Linked DNA regions of Mus musculus: regions 1 and 3 are each linked to region 2. The links are chromatin contacts, called in public HiChIP or PLAC-seq maps. All regions are on one chromosome and are shown on one strand. The core of a region is the stretch at or near the end of the contact, and the rest is flanking DNA. Distances in the headings are between cores, read along the strand shown. Region 1 holds the start of Pak4 (p21 (RAC1) activated kinase 4). Region 2 holds the start of Zfp780b (zinc finger protein 780B). Region 3 holds the start of Fbxo17 (F-box protein 17).

What was found. HiChIP or PLAC-seq counts read pairs in DNA pulled down with a chosen protein or histone mark.
Region 1: an H3K4me3 HiChIP or PLAC-seq map of bone marrow-derived macrophages shows a contact between it and region 2, with 5 times the contacts expected there. The contact joins the promoter of Pak4 here to the promoter of Zfp780b in region 2. A contact is called at or near these places in 1 of 39 promoter capture datasets (cranial neural crest) and 1 of 115 datasets of contacts at active chromatin or transcription factors (bone marrow-derived macrophages).
Region 3: a contact with region 2 is called in an H3K4me3 HiChIP or PLAC-seq map of bone marrow-derived macrophages, with 5 times the contacts expected there. The contact joins the promoter of Fbxo17 here to the promoter of Zfp780b in region 2. A contact is called at or near these places in 2 of 39 promoter capture datasets (both in liver) and 2 of 115 datasets of contacts at active chromatin or transcription factors (both in bone marrow-derived macrophages).

The regions. Positions count from the first base shown.
Region 1 is chr7:28,595,916-28,600,023 of GRCm38.p6, forward strand. It overlaps Pak4 (p21 (RAC1) activated kinase 4), which reads right to left and starts at 2,269. Exons shown (of 10, transcript NM_027470.3): 1 at 2,120-2,269.
Region 2 is chr7:27,976,356-27,980,717 of GRCm38.p6, forward strand. It overlaps Zfp780b (zinc finger protein 780B), which reads right to left and starts at 2,802. Exons shown (of 6, transcript NM_001081021.1): 1 at 2,735-2,802; 2 at 385-478.
Region 3 is chr7:28,713,607-28,718,063 of GRCm38.p6, forward strand. Fbxo17 (F-box protein 17) reads left to right here and starts at 3,184. Exons shown (of 7, transcript NM_015796.2): 1 at 3,184-3,432.

The sequences.
Region 1 (4,108 bases), core at 1,019-3,518, 620 kb after region 2:
GCACCACAAGGCTGGGAATTTGGGTGACCTCACAGATCTGGTGCTGGTAGTATGCCAGCTCTCTGACACAGTCGGGTGCAGACAGGGGGTGGGGGTGGGGGTGGGTTGGCTGTGGAGAAAGTTGGGAGGCAGCGATGAGACTAGTACTTCCACAGCATGCCAGGCTGCCCGGTGCCTATCTTACCCTCCACAGCCAGCACTGTTCTTAGGTCCACTTTACACAGGAGGAGACGGAGGCACTTACTATACGTGGTCCTTCCCAGGTTGAGCCACTAGCAGGCCAGGACCTTTGCCCTTTCTGACCTTGTGTCCCTTCCTGTCCCTCCTACTCATCTTTCAGAGCTTCCTTGAGGGACTTTCCAAGGACAGGAACCTCAGGACAGACCCAGCATATACAGGCACTCTCCCTGTCCCTGCTCCATTTAGGCTCAGTGTCCTTGGCTGAGGGCTGGTCTTAGTACGCTCCTATGGGAGTGACCAAGCAGGCATTGAGGGTAGGGCTGAGTGCCTCTTGTCCCCTTGCTACAGTATCTGAGGACACCCCCCCACACACACACACACACAGACACTCTGCGGCCAGCTGATGCTCCAGAAGCGCCCAGAATCCAGCAGGAGTGCATATGGCCCCAAGAACCGGGAGAAGGCAGAATGGGCTCTCCCATGGAGGCCAAAGAAAGCAAAGCCAAGAGCTGCCCACGGTTGGCTAAGCATGAGTGAGAGAAGTGGAAAGATGGCTGACAGGAGGTCAAAACCCTGGAAGGAGGACCAAGGCTCAAACTGTAAAGCGTTTGGGAACCACTGAAGGCCACAGGGAGAGCTTGTGGTGTCAGGAATAGAGAGCGCCTAAGGTCACACCCACCCAATCAGAGGCTCACTGGACTCTGGGCCACCCACCAGCATGCCACTCCCATAGGCCCAGTGGAACCTCCCCTCCCAGGTCACACCCTTCCAAGGAGGCTAAACAGACACTCTGTTCCCACCCAGGGAGTGGCTTCCAGGAACAGACCTCCTGGGAAGTGGACCCTGTGGCAGGTAGCAGACCAAAGCTCCTTTCTCTTAACAAAGCTTTCTTGGCATTACTTTTTCTACCTGGAAAACAGGGGTGTTCTCTAACACCCAACTCACCCATCTCACAAGATAAGGGATGAAACAAGACCAGGCATACACGGTGCGCTCGCTCGCTCGCGCTCTCTCGCTCGCGCTCTCTCGCTCGCGCTCTCTCGTTAAACATTTACCAGCACCAAGATTTTGTGAAAGGCAGCAGGAGACAGAAGCACTCTGGGACAGAGCTCCGGAGCTGGAATCCCAGCTGCTCACCTTACTTCATTAGCTGACCTGGGGCAAATCACTTAGCTTCTTAATAACAGCTTTGGCTCCAGTGATGCTGTACTGCGCGCTAAATGAGTACATACACAGAGCTTTAACGCGGAGAGGGAAGCCCAGCCTATCATCAGTGTTTTATCAGTGTGTGGCCTTCATTATCAGTGGGAAGGGGCTCCCCTTCTCCTCCCACCACACACACCAGGACACACTTTCGAAGGCTCTGTTAGATGTCCCTGGTCCCCCTCCTCACCGCACGTGCCCCACTTGAGTTTTTAGTTTCTGGCCCTCCCAGAACATCTTCACCCGTCAGATTTTTATCTTCGTACCTTCTACCTAAGGGCTGTCTCAGACACCCCCCCAAAACCTAAAACTCAAGCACCTCCTCCTCCTCCTCCGGTTGAGGCTTTTAAATCTTTGACCGGGCAGCCGCCCACTTCTCTAGGTTGTGACCTCCAGCCCTGACAGACACACCCTCTTCTTAAGTTACTCTGAGCGCCCCCTTTTATGAGACCCGTTCCGAGCCCCTCCTATGCGCCCCCACTTAGTATTCCAAACTTTGCACAAATTTCAAACCCGGCCACGCCCCCTCCACCGGTCTAACCACTGGTCGCGACAGTCCCCTCCCCTTTCCCTCATTTTTGGGCCCGCGACCCTTTTCCACGCGACCCTCCCCTCCAAGAGTGAACTTTGACCCGACCGGCCCCGCCCCCTTCCGAATAACCGCTCTCCCACGGCGCGTGCCCAGACCCACCCGCCCCCAGCCACAAACCCCTTGCACGGTAACCCCCTAACCTACCGGCTTGGCGCCGCGGTCGCTCGCGGCCTAGCTGCCTGGCCCAGAACTCTGTGCCCGCGTACCGCCCTCAGCGGTCTCGCGCCGCCGCCGCCGCGGCTACTGCCGCCGCCATGTTGAATCCCCAATGAACATCCGGGGCCTCCCCTACTCCTCGCCGCCCACTAGTCCCCATGGCAACGGAGCTGACCGGGTGATGGGCGGGGCCTACTCGGAGGCGGGGCAGCGAGCCGGGCAGGGTTCCCTAAAACCACTGATTGGTGCGAGTGGCCCAATCGGAGACCGCTAGGTGGAGAATGAAGAGCAGAGATTGGGAAGTTTTGAAAAGGTGCGGGATCGTTGACTCCCCGCCCACTCCGCCTCTTAAAGGGGAAATAACGACTTTCGCGTGGCAGAGTCCCACGGGCTCCCAAAAAAGTAAAGTGGAATACGAGAACATAAAGGCCAGAAACAGTTCTTAAGCACTTATTATGCCTTTGTTAGCACGCGACTAGTTCTGCTGTAAACTGTTAACACAACCCTGTTGTTGTAACACCCATTTTACAGGTAAACAAGCTAATAGGATGCTAGTTGGTTTATGACTACTGAAAGCAAGTTTTGAATGAAGCTCTGTCCGAATCTGGAAATCTGACACTATTTGATCTTAATCTTTTAAATAAGTTTTTTTTTTTTTAAGTCAGTCAATCACGAGTGTGTGAGATGCATCAGTGGATAGAAGGCGCTTGTTGCCGAGCCTGAAGTTTGATCTCCTGGACCCACACGGTAGAACTGATTCCCAGGAGTTGATCTGTAGCCTCCACAAGAGAGCCATAGACATAAAATAGAGGGATAAGTGTAATTAAGTGTTTTTAAATTAATCAAAATGGAAAACACAGCGGAAACAAAGCCCATAAACTAATACACCCTTCCACCTATGGGTTCATTAGGTCTTACTGAAAAATTTAAAAATGCTTTCTCATCAAGGATTTTGAGGGTTTTATTTGTTTATTTGGGTATCAGACACTGAACTTAGGGCTTTTATACAGGACAGGCAAGCAGTAGTACTAGGGAAGTCCCCGGCCCTAGAGAATTCTAGGCAAATGCTTTCCCCAGCTGAGCCCCTTGGGAGACTGAGGCTACAGGTTTTCCCAAACAGGCTTTCTCTGGTTCTTTTCACGGGCTTTTTCTTCTGTCTGGAAGATTCTCTTCTTTAAGCATCCTCCTGACTCCCAGGGTTCCTTTGGGTTTTTCCTCAAACATTATGTTCTCTAAGGGGCAAAATGTCCTACCTTGTGCTATTAAATCCTTTGCCAGCTTCTGGCAAAGCTTCCTTTCCTTTGCCGCCTGTGGTTTTGTGTTTGGCTGGCTGGTTTTGGTTTCGTGAGACAGGGTCTCAGGACGTAGCCCAGGCTGACCTTGAACTATGCTTTTTGCTCGTAGCCAGAGCCTTGATATTATTGGTATGTAAATGCTCAGTACATATTTATAAAAGGGGTGGCTGACTAAAAGGTAATTCCACCCTCCAAAGATTCACTTAAATGATGCTTGCCTGTGTGCTTCACCTGCACACTGCCAGGCACACCGCAGGCATTCTGTTAACATGTGCAAACCAAGAATGAATGAAGGGCTGCGGTTCAGGTCTCTGCTTGCCTTCTTTTCTCCCCATCATCCCTATCTCTCCCTTCAGCTTATGTCCACTTGAACTCAAGGCCTCCGATGCACTAAGAGAGTCTTTTAGCACTGGGATTACAGGCACGTGTCTCCTTACCATGCCTGGAAGAATGGTCTGAAATATATATCTTAAAAAAACGATTTATGGGGAGAACTGGAAGGAGTGGAGGGATGGGACACTGCAGTTGAGAAGTAATGTATGAAAGAAGAGTAAATAAATTTAAAAATTATTCCCGCTGGGCAGTGGTGGTGCACGCCTTTAATCCCAGCACTCAGGAGGCAGAGGCAGGCGGATTTCTGAGTTCGAGGCCAGCCTGGTCTACAGAGTGAGTTCTAGGACAG
Region 2 (4,362 bases), core at 1,552-4,051:
AGAGCCGCTACGGCTTTTCCAGAGGAGTTCAGCCTCCTGACAGCTACAGTGCCTGGAACCCAAGCTGCAGGGGATCCTGTACCTCAGGCCCCTAGACCACCTGTGCTCATGGACACACAACTCCACACACATGCATTTCAAGAAGAACATAAAGGGTTAATCTTTTTTTTTTAATTTTATTTATTTATTATATGTAAATACACTGTAGCTGTCCTCAGACACTCCAGGAGAGGGCATCTGATCTCATTACGGATGGTTGTGAGCCACCATGTGGTTGCTGGGATTTGGACTCAGGACCTCTGGAAGAGCAGTCAGTGCTCTTAACCACTGAGCCATCTCTCCAGCCCCAAGAGTTAATCTTTAAAGAAAAAGACAAATACCCACACTGTCACTCACGTGGGATCTGACCCTGTCGTCTCATTGGAACAGTGAAACGCTGGACAATGCGGTTTGAATGGCAGAGGTTGGATGTGCAGCACTGTGGTGGTGGGAGAGACGAAGAACCATAAGGAAGAGTTGGGAAGATGCTGATCATATAGAGACGACAACACTTCAGCTACGCAGCAGAAGTCCAGAGATGCACCATGAGACATGGTGACTGTGATTAATAGTTTGTAAAGACTAAGGAGCATAGACAGGAAGTACACTCATTACAAAAATGGCAATTCAGTCGTTCCGATGCACACAAAGTCTCCAAATTATCACACTGTACACAATACAAACAAATCATCTGAAAATTGAGAAAGTTCTGCTTTACATTAATACACAGTTTGTGTTCTTGTTGTTTTGAGACAGGGTGTCACCATGTAGTCCAGCCAGCCCAGAGCTCGTCCTGTGGATCAAGCTGCTACGCAAGTCACAGGGATCTCCTGCTTCTGCCTCCCAAATTCCAAGATTGAAGCCTAGCTTTTCTTTTTGAGCCGCTTTCTTAAACATCCACCAGCAATCGCATTGTTTCTCACACTCCCTTGTCCTGCAGAACACTGAGGGGAATGAACCCAAGATGGCCTCACAGAGAACAACTAAAGCACACCAGGCCCTTAGGATATGGTGGCACTGCACTAACAGGCTTCACCACAGGCATCCTAAGGTTCCTGACAGGCCTGGAGAGCCTGAGGGAACAGAACCAAGACTCCAACCCGATACCACAGATCCACACCCACTATCAGCCATGGCATTGCTCATCTGGACCTGGCCAACATTACCCATTACACACACACACACACACACACACACACACACACACACACACACAGAGTCAGAAAATCACTAGCTCTCAAAGATGCCAAATTCAGTGCTATCACTTTTCCACTCCCAAAGTTCTCAAGAGTGAACAGAAATCGTCTACCACCTACATTTTCCCCTGTACAGAACACCTATTAAACACATCCCATCTAACCTTAAGTGAATGAGACTCAAACTACCATATTTATTTATTAGGTTCTGTGCAATTACTGCGGGATGACCCTAATCTATATCTCTAAATGACAGTCTGGCGACTGGCTCGACTGCACTTCCCAAATCCTTGCTGTTTCAAACTTCCAGGGCTACTTCTGCTCCAGCCGTCTGGTGTCCCCGGGAGGCATATCACTCTGTCAGGAACGGTTGGTCCAGCTCTTGGAGACCTCCTGTTCTCTAGTCTTTTCCTCCCCTGTGCTCTGCCTCTGTTCTCTCTCCTCCCCTGGTGGTGCCTACTTGAGACCCACAGCTCAGTTACTCAAACTCTACCTCTCTCTATTCCTCTCAGGAACTGGCTGTGGCTAGTTTTATTTAAACTCAGGTTTTAAGCTGGGGAGCAAAGTTCACATAGCATCACTTGGAGTATGTGAGGATCTGCTCATGGCGAAGGGTGGGGGGGGGGGGACACCAGATCTTGGGAGCCAGTATTTAGCATTAAATACAAGCAGCACCAGCACCCCTGAAGTCCCCCTGCTTTGAAAGGAAGGTCTATAAAGATCAAAGTCCATCTGCTATGTGATGCCATGGATAGGAATTGGTTTGAGTTTGAGATTCCTAAGGTTAACCTCTGGAGATTCTTATCTATAAAGTCTAGGGGAAAGGTCTGATTATTGAGAGATATCAAGGATCACTGAAACAATAGTGAGAATACTAATTGGGAGGAGAACGAACAATGTAAGAGCCACAAAGTTGGAGCTATCAGTTTGTCTGTTACTCCTTCATTTACTGACAATTCTATAGTCTAAACCTAAAGCCTCGTTTCTCACACGGAGAGAAAGCACAAACTTCGCCCTTGAGTCTTAGCTGAGTAGCAATAAAGATCTCATGCTTCTCTAGCCCTCCTTTGGAATAATGGCCGAAATGGGGAGCCTGTGGGGAGCCCAAGGAAGCCTGAGATCCCAAACTAGATCTGAGAGCATCCTCAATGAGCACTTTCCCTCCCTTCCCGCAACACTCGCATTGCTACAGCTCAGGGAAACCTAGGGATCTTATCCCCCTAGGGGCCCCTCGGAGGCACTTCCGGCCTCAGCTACTCATGTACCTCAAAGGAAGCTTCCCTTCAGACTCTGCACCTGATCTTTCCTTGCTTCAGCCCCTGTGCCTGCAAGAGAAAGCAGGAGCAGAAAGCTACAAGCATAGTGACACAGGAGATGCAGAGTGCTCAAGGTGCGTATACATACAGAGAAACAGACACACACATCACCGCCCCTACACACTCACACAAATATCAACATCCATCCCACACCCACACCCAGCATGCTGGCTCCGATCTTACTCTGTGAGGACGTAGGCCATAGAGCGATTTCTTCCACCTACGAGAAAAACCTGACTTTTCAAGGGAGCGATACACGACACCGGAATTCGATCCGTTACTTCCGGTGCGGTGGACCCTGGGAAATGTAGTCCTTGCGGCGGAACTCCGGGAAGCCCAGAGCTCAGAGGTTCAGGGCGATCCGAGCTTGCTACTGGGACCAGCCCACCTGGGAGCTGCGCCTGGTGGTGTCAGGGGTTTTTCCAAAAAGGCACAGCCTTTAAAAGCTCCCGTGTGGTGCTCAAAAGGTACTTCCGCTTCTGCGCGCCACTGATTTTTCTCTTCCCTGGAGCGGACTGACAAGCAGAACAGGAAGTAAGATCAGAATGGGATATAAGTGACTTGAGTCCCACTGAGTGGGATTCCACCTCGCTGTGACCTGGTAGGGACTATGGTAAATTTGGAAAGACTAAACTAAAGAATTGTTGGTGTTAAACGTGGATAGTTTACATCAGCGATTTCAGACAGCCAGGTGTTCTGGACCCTCCCTGAGTTCAGGGTCCCTGTTACCTAGATAGAAAACGGTGAGTGAGGAACACATCAGAAAGTTTCAACTGAGTCGTGTCCGTTAGACAGTAATTTACCTCACGTTGAAGGATGAAAACAAGGAGGATTTGAAAACAAGTCAGACTCAACCGAGTATCAACTACAGAAAATATGTTAAAGTTCAGTACTCTAGAAGATTACGAGTGACCGTAATGAAGACTCAGGTTGATTTGATAATCGAGACAGACTGGGGACACAACATTGCCAGTGTAAATAAAGAGGCCAAGTCATCAAGTATAATAAACATGGCTGCGCGTGGTAAGACATGCCTTTTATCCCAGCAAAGGGGAGGCACAGCTCACTGCATGTGTGTGAGACTGAAGCCAGCTACAAGTATAGAGTGAAACCCTCCCTAAAAACTAAAATAAACTAAAAGTACTAATAGCGCAGCTTCAGGCACGAAGCAGGGGGAAAGCCTGGTAAGTAATAAGGTAGTAATAAGAATGACAGCCAGAAAATGGCCTAGTTGGCCGTCATTGGGAAGAGAGACCCCTTGGTCTTGCAAAGTTTATATGCCCCAGTACAGGGGAACGCCAGGGCCAAGAAGTGGGAGTGAGTGGGTAGGGGAGCAGGGCAGGGGGGAGGGTATAGGGAACTTTCAGGATAGCATTTGAAATGTAAATAAAGAAAATATCTAATAAATAAGAAAAGAAGCAGGGGGTGGGGGTGGGGGGAGATCAAATTGTGAGGGCTGGAGGGATGGCTCAGTGGTTAACAGCACTGACTGCTCTTCTGAAGGTCCTGAGTTCAAATCCCAGCAACCACATTGTAGCTCACAACCATCCCTAATGAGATCTGACGCCCTCTTATGGTGTGTCTGAAGACATCTACAGTGTAGTTACATACAATAATAATAAATCTTTAAAAAAAAAAAAAAAAGAAAGAAAGAAAGAAAAGAAAAAAAAAGAATGACATCCAAATCCACCATCACCTCAATAATTTTCAACCTCAATAATGAATAGAACAGACAGAAAAGCAATAGGGCATAATTGAATTAGAAAACATATCAAAATGGAGACAGTTAAAATGTAATGAAATCCAGACGC
Region 3 (4,457 bases), core at 1,934-4,433, 740 kb after region 2:
GTGGGGTGGGAAAAGGACCGTTTACTTAAGGGACTGGCTGGGCCGCTGGGAGTGTGACTATGTTCCAATGATTATATGGTGTATTGGGGGTAGGGGGGAAGGGTGCACAAGCGTGGAAGTGTGAACCTGGGAAGAATGGGAAGTGAGTGTAATCAGGTGCAGTGTATGAAATTCCCAAATAATTTATTTAAAAAATGTTATCACCTTGGGGGAGAAGAAGAGTTCGTCTTAATGAGAGGGTGTGGTGGCGAAAACCTTTAATCCAGGTACTAGGGAGGCAGTGGATCTCTGAGTTCAAAGCCAGCCTGGTTTACACAGGGAGTTCCAGGCCAGTCAGGGGTACACAGTGAGACCCTGTCTCAAAATCAAGTTTATCCAAATGGGGCCAATCCCTGGTGGTGGCAATAGATAGATAGATAGATAGATAGATAGAGGCCACCTGAGCATGCAGGTTGACATTTGTCTTTCTGGCCACTCTCAGCTGGTTGGAGTATCTCCTTTGCGATAGTCTCTTTTGTCACTGCCTGCCATCACCCTGGAGACTGCCTCTTGGTAGACTAGCGAGATCTTTTGGATCAGGCAGGCCTCACCATTGAACGGATGCTGCTGCCTCTACTTTCTAAGCTCTGCAATCTGAGCTCACAGGCGGGAGCCGCCAGGGCCTGTTTATTCAGTGTTGGGAGTGGAACCCAGGGCTTTGTGCACGAAAAGCAAACGCCCTTCCAAATGTGCCACATGCTTGGTTTCCGTGTCTTTTTCTTTTCTCCATTTCAACCCTTTTCGCTCAGAGCCCAGATGTCTTCACTTCTGCTTTCCCCCACTTCACTCTGCAGGTGAGTGTTCGTGTAGCTGAGCACTCTCGATGAAGTCCGTACAAACTACCCTAGTTGAAAGGGTCTTGCTTATGTGTTGTTTATGATAATGTTACACACTTGGCTCCACAAACAAGAGGCCTGCAGGGGAAAAAGTCCCTGTTTCATTTCCAGCTACAGACACCATCCAGTCTGGCCCTCACTAGTGCTTGGGGCTACGGCCCTTACCAGCACGCTCGGTTGATGTGGGGCTGGGGACTGAACCCTGTGCCTTGTGCATGCTAACCAAGCACCTGATTGACAAGATAAGGTCACATATAATACAGGCTGGCCCAAAACTCAGTAGCCCCACTAGCCTTCAATTTCACCATCCCTCTGCCTCCACTTGCACAGTGGTGGGATCGCAGGCATGCAGCACCCCCACCCCCAGCTGCTTTAGCCTATTTATAGCTTCCATGTCATAAGTGTGGAGCACCACCCCCACGCTGCTGGGAACACCACCATACTGCTGGGAAGACTTCCTAGTTTACACTGGGCGATACTCCTCGTCTCCCTTACACTAGCTACAGTGAAGCTTTCTAGAGCTTGCAGGCAAGTGAATTTTAACCCAGTTAATCCATCAAAACTCTCCCCTGAATGACGGCTGTGACTTTCTTCCCTAAAGCTCCCCATCCTGCGTGAGCCACAGGAGCAAACTCTGTGGGCATCCTTAAATACACACTCACGAACTCAGCATGGCCGCAGAAGCCCGAAATCACCGTGCTCAGAAGACAGAGGCAGGAGGATGGTGAGTTCGAGGCCAGCCCGGGCTACGGAGAGTGAGAAGGGTTTTAAAATAAAATAAGTAAGAGGCTAAGATGGTAGCTCAGTTGGTGAAGTGCTTGCTGCACAGGGATGAGTATCTTAGTCTGGCTCCCTAACACGCTTATAAAAAGCAAAGTGTGGCCACATCAGTCACCACAGCCCTGACTCAGTGAAAGACAAAAGGATCCCTGGGACTTCCAGATTGTTTGAGAGACCCTGTTCCAGAAAAATAAAGTGTATGCCTAGCAAGATGGCTCAGTATATGACGGAGCCTGCCCGACACCCGAGTTCAATCCCCAGAACCCACCGCTGAAGGAAAGATGACCTCTGACCCACACACATGCAACGACACTCCCATGCATGTGTTGCACCTACACACAATAAAAACACATAAAAAAATAAATAAGTACATAGATAAATAATGAAAAGTGATTGACAAAGACCCTGGAAAAGACTGGAGAGATGGCTCAGTGGTTAAGAGCGTTGACTGTTTTTTTTACAGAGAACCTGAGTCTGGTTTCTGCAATAGCTCACAGCCATTTGTAACTCCAAGGCTCACAGCACCCCTGCCTGCCTCTGTGGATACTGCATGCATGTGGTTCACATAGGCACAGGAAGGCAAACACTCATATACATTGTCTTGGTTAGGGTTTCTATTGCTACAATGAAACACCGTTACCAAAAAACAAGTTGGGGAGGAAAGAGCTTATTTGGCTCATACTTCCACATTGCTGTTCATTATTGAAAGAAGTCAGGACAGGAACCCAGACAGAACAGGGACCTGGAGGCAGGAGATGATGCAGAAGCAGTGGAAGGTTGCTCCTTATGGCTTGCTCAGCCTGCTTTCTTATACAACCCAGGACTACCAGTCCAGGGACAGCACCGCTCATAATGGGTTGCTCCCCCCCCCCAATCAATCACTAATTGAGAAAATGCCCTACAGCTGGATCTCATGGAGACATTTTCTTAACGGAGGCCCCTTCCTCCCCGATGACTCTTAGTTGTGTCAAGTTAACACACAAAACCACCCAGTACACACACAAAATGAAAATAAATAATACATCTAAAATAATAACAATAGCTGAGAAGTACTGTTATCTGCCTTGGAGCCTATCACTCAAGAGGCAGAGGCAGGGGGATCTTTGTGAGTTTCAGGCCAGCCTGATCTACATAGTGTTCCTGGATAGCTACATAGTGGGTGGGAGATGGGTGGTGGTGGTAGTGAATATATAAGTAAATAAATAAATTTAAGGAGTCATGGGGGGGGGGCGTCGCTGATCTTCCTGGAGGGGAAGGGTTCGCTTAAGCTGAACAGCTGAGTAGCGATTGCTGCGGAGCCCGCGTGTTGAACGGTTCTGCTAAAGACGGATTCTGCTTCCAAGAACCGATCCTGTCTCTGCTTTCATTCTCTGGTTTCAAATCTGCGGTCAGAGCCACAGCTGAGCCTTTCGCTAGGGACCAAAGAATTTACCCTGACGACGGTGTTAGGAAAAGCTGCCTGGGGCGGAAGAGTGGGGCGGGGCGGGTCTCAGGGAAGGGGGCAGGGGAGGTGCCCGGGGTGTCCACCAGGGGATTGGCAGCCACGTTTCAGGGACAGGCGGCCTAGCTCGGCGGCCCTGGGCCGGGCTCACTCAGGCTGCAACGTTGCCCGGTGGCCCCGGGATCCTGAGCATAGAAGAAGACGGTCCACTAGGACCCCAGATCACGGGGCTGACTTCCCGGACCTCGGGTTACTCTTCGACTGCCTCCAGCGCCGGGTAGGGATTGGATCTTCCCCGCCAACTCAGAGCAGGCCGCCCGGTGAGCTCCCGGACAGGTACGGACCTGGGATGGGACTCGAGGGTCGTGTCCAAACCAGCGGCTGGAGCAGTCTGGAGAATGGAGGAGTCTCTCCACTGGCTCTGTGTGCCCCTCCCCGCCCCCAACCCACCCCACCCCAGGGACGCAGTCTCCAGGAGTCTGTACATCGTTTCCCAGACTCTTCCCTTATGCAGTGCACTCTTACACTGAGCTAGCTGTACACGTGCAAGTTGCAAAGCTACAAGTCCCACTGAGAAGACTTTACATTCCGTGTGTGTGTGTGTGTGTGTGTGTGTGTGTGTGTGTGTGGTTTTTCTTTTTCTTTTCTTTTGTACCTCTGACTGGCCTTGCTATGTAGCCCAGCCTGGCCTTGTACTCAGAGATCCCCCTGCCTCTTCCTCTTCAGTACTGGGACTAAACCCGTGCGCAGCCACACCCTACTATTTTTTACTAACATTTAAGATAGCATACAAAGTAGTGGGCTTCATTTCCCACGTTTCATACATACTTTGTTTTTATGGAACTAGGTCTACCGGGTCGATGGTGGCAGGAAAAAGTGCCTGCCGCCAAGCCTCCTGGTGATTCTCAAGACTCAGAGTTAAAGGCGAGAATGGAGACCCACGTGTTGTCCTCTGACCCACACACTAACACGCATACACATCAAACACTTGCGCAACAATAACATCTTACTTTTTATTTAAAATCAAATTTAAAAAAAAAAAAGAAGAAAAGGTTCTCCCAGCACCCCCTCTCGCAGCTCTACCCATGTCCCAAATAGCCAACCGAAAAGGGGGAAAAGAAATAGCCAGCCCAGACCAACATGTAGGCCCTGGGCCGCGGCTGGATCACTCTGGCTGGCAGCCCCTTTGCAGAATGCGTGCTTCAGGGTCTCAGGCTGTTTCCTGACTTAGCTACATTGATGCATTTCAGCTGTGTTTATTCCTTTCCGTGTAACGTTTGTTCTTCTGAGTTCATTTCTTCAGTTTATTCCACTCCCTGTCTTGGAAGTATAAATAACACAAATCTGATTTTAGTGGTTTG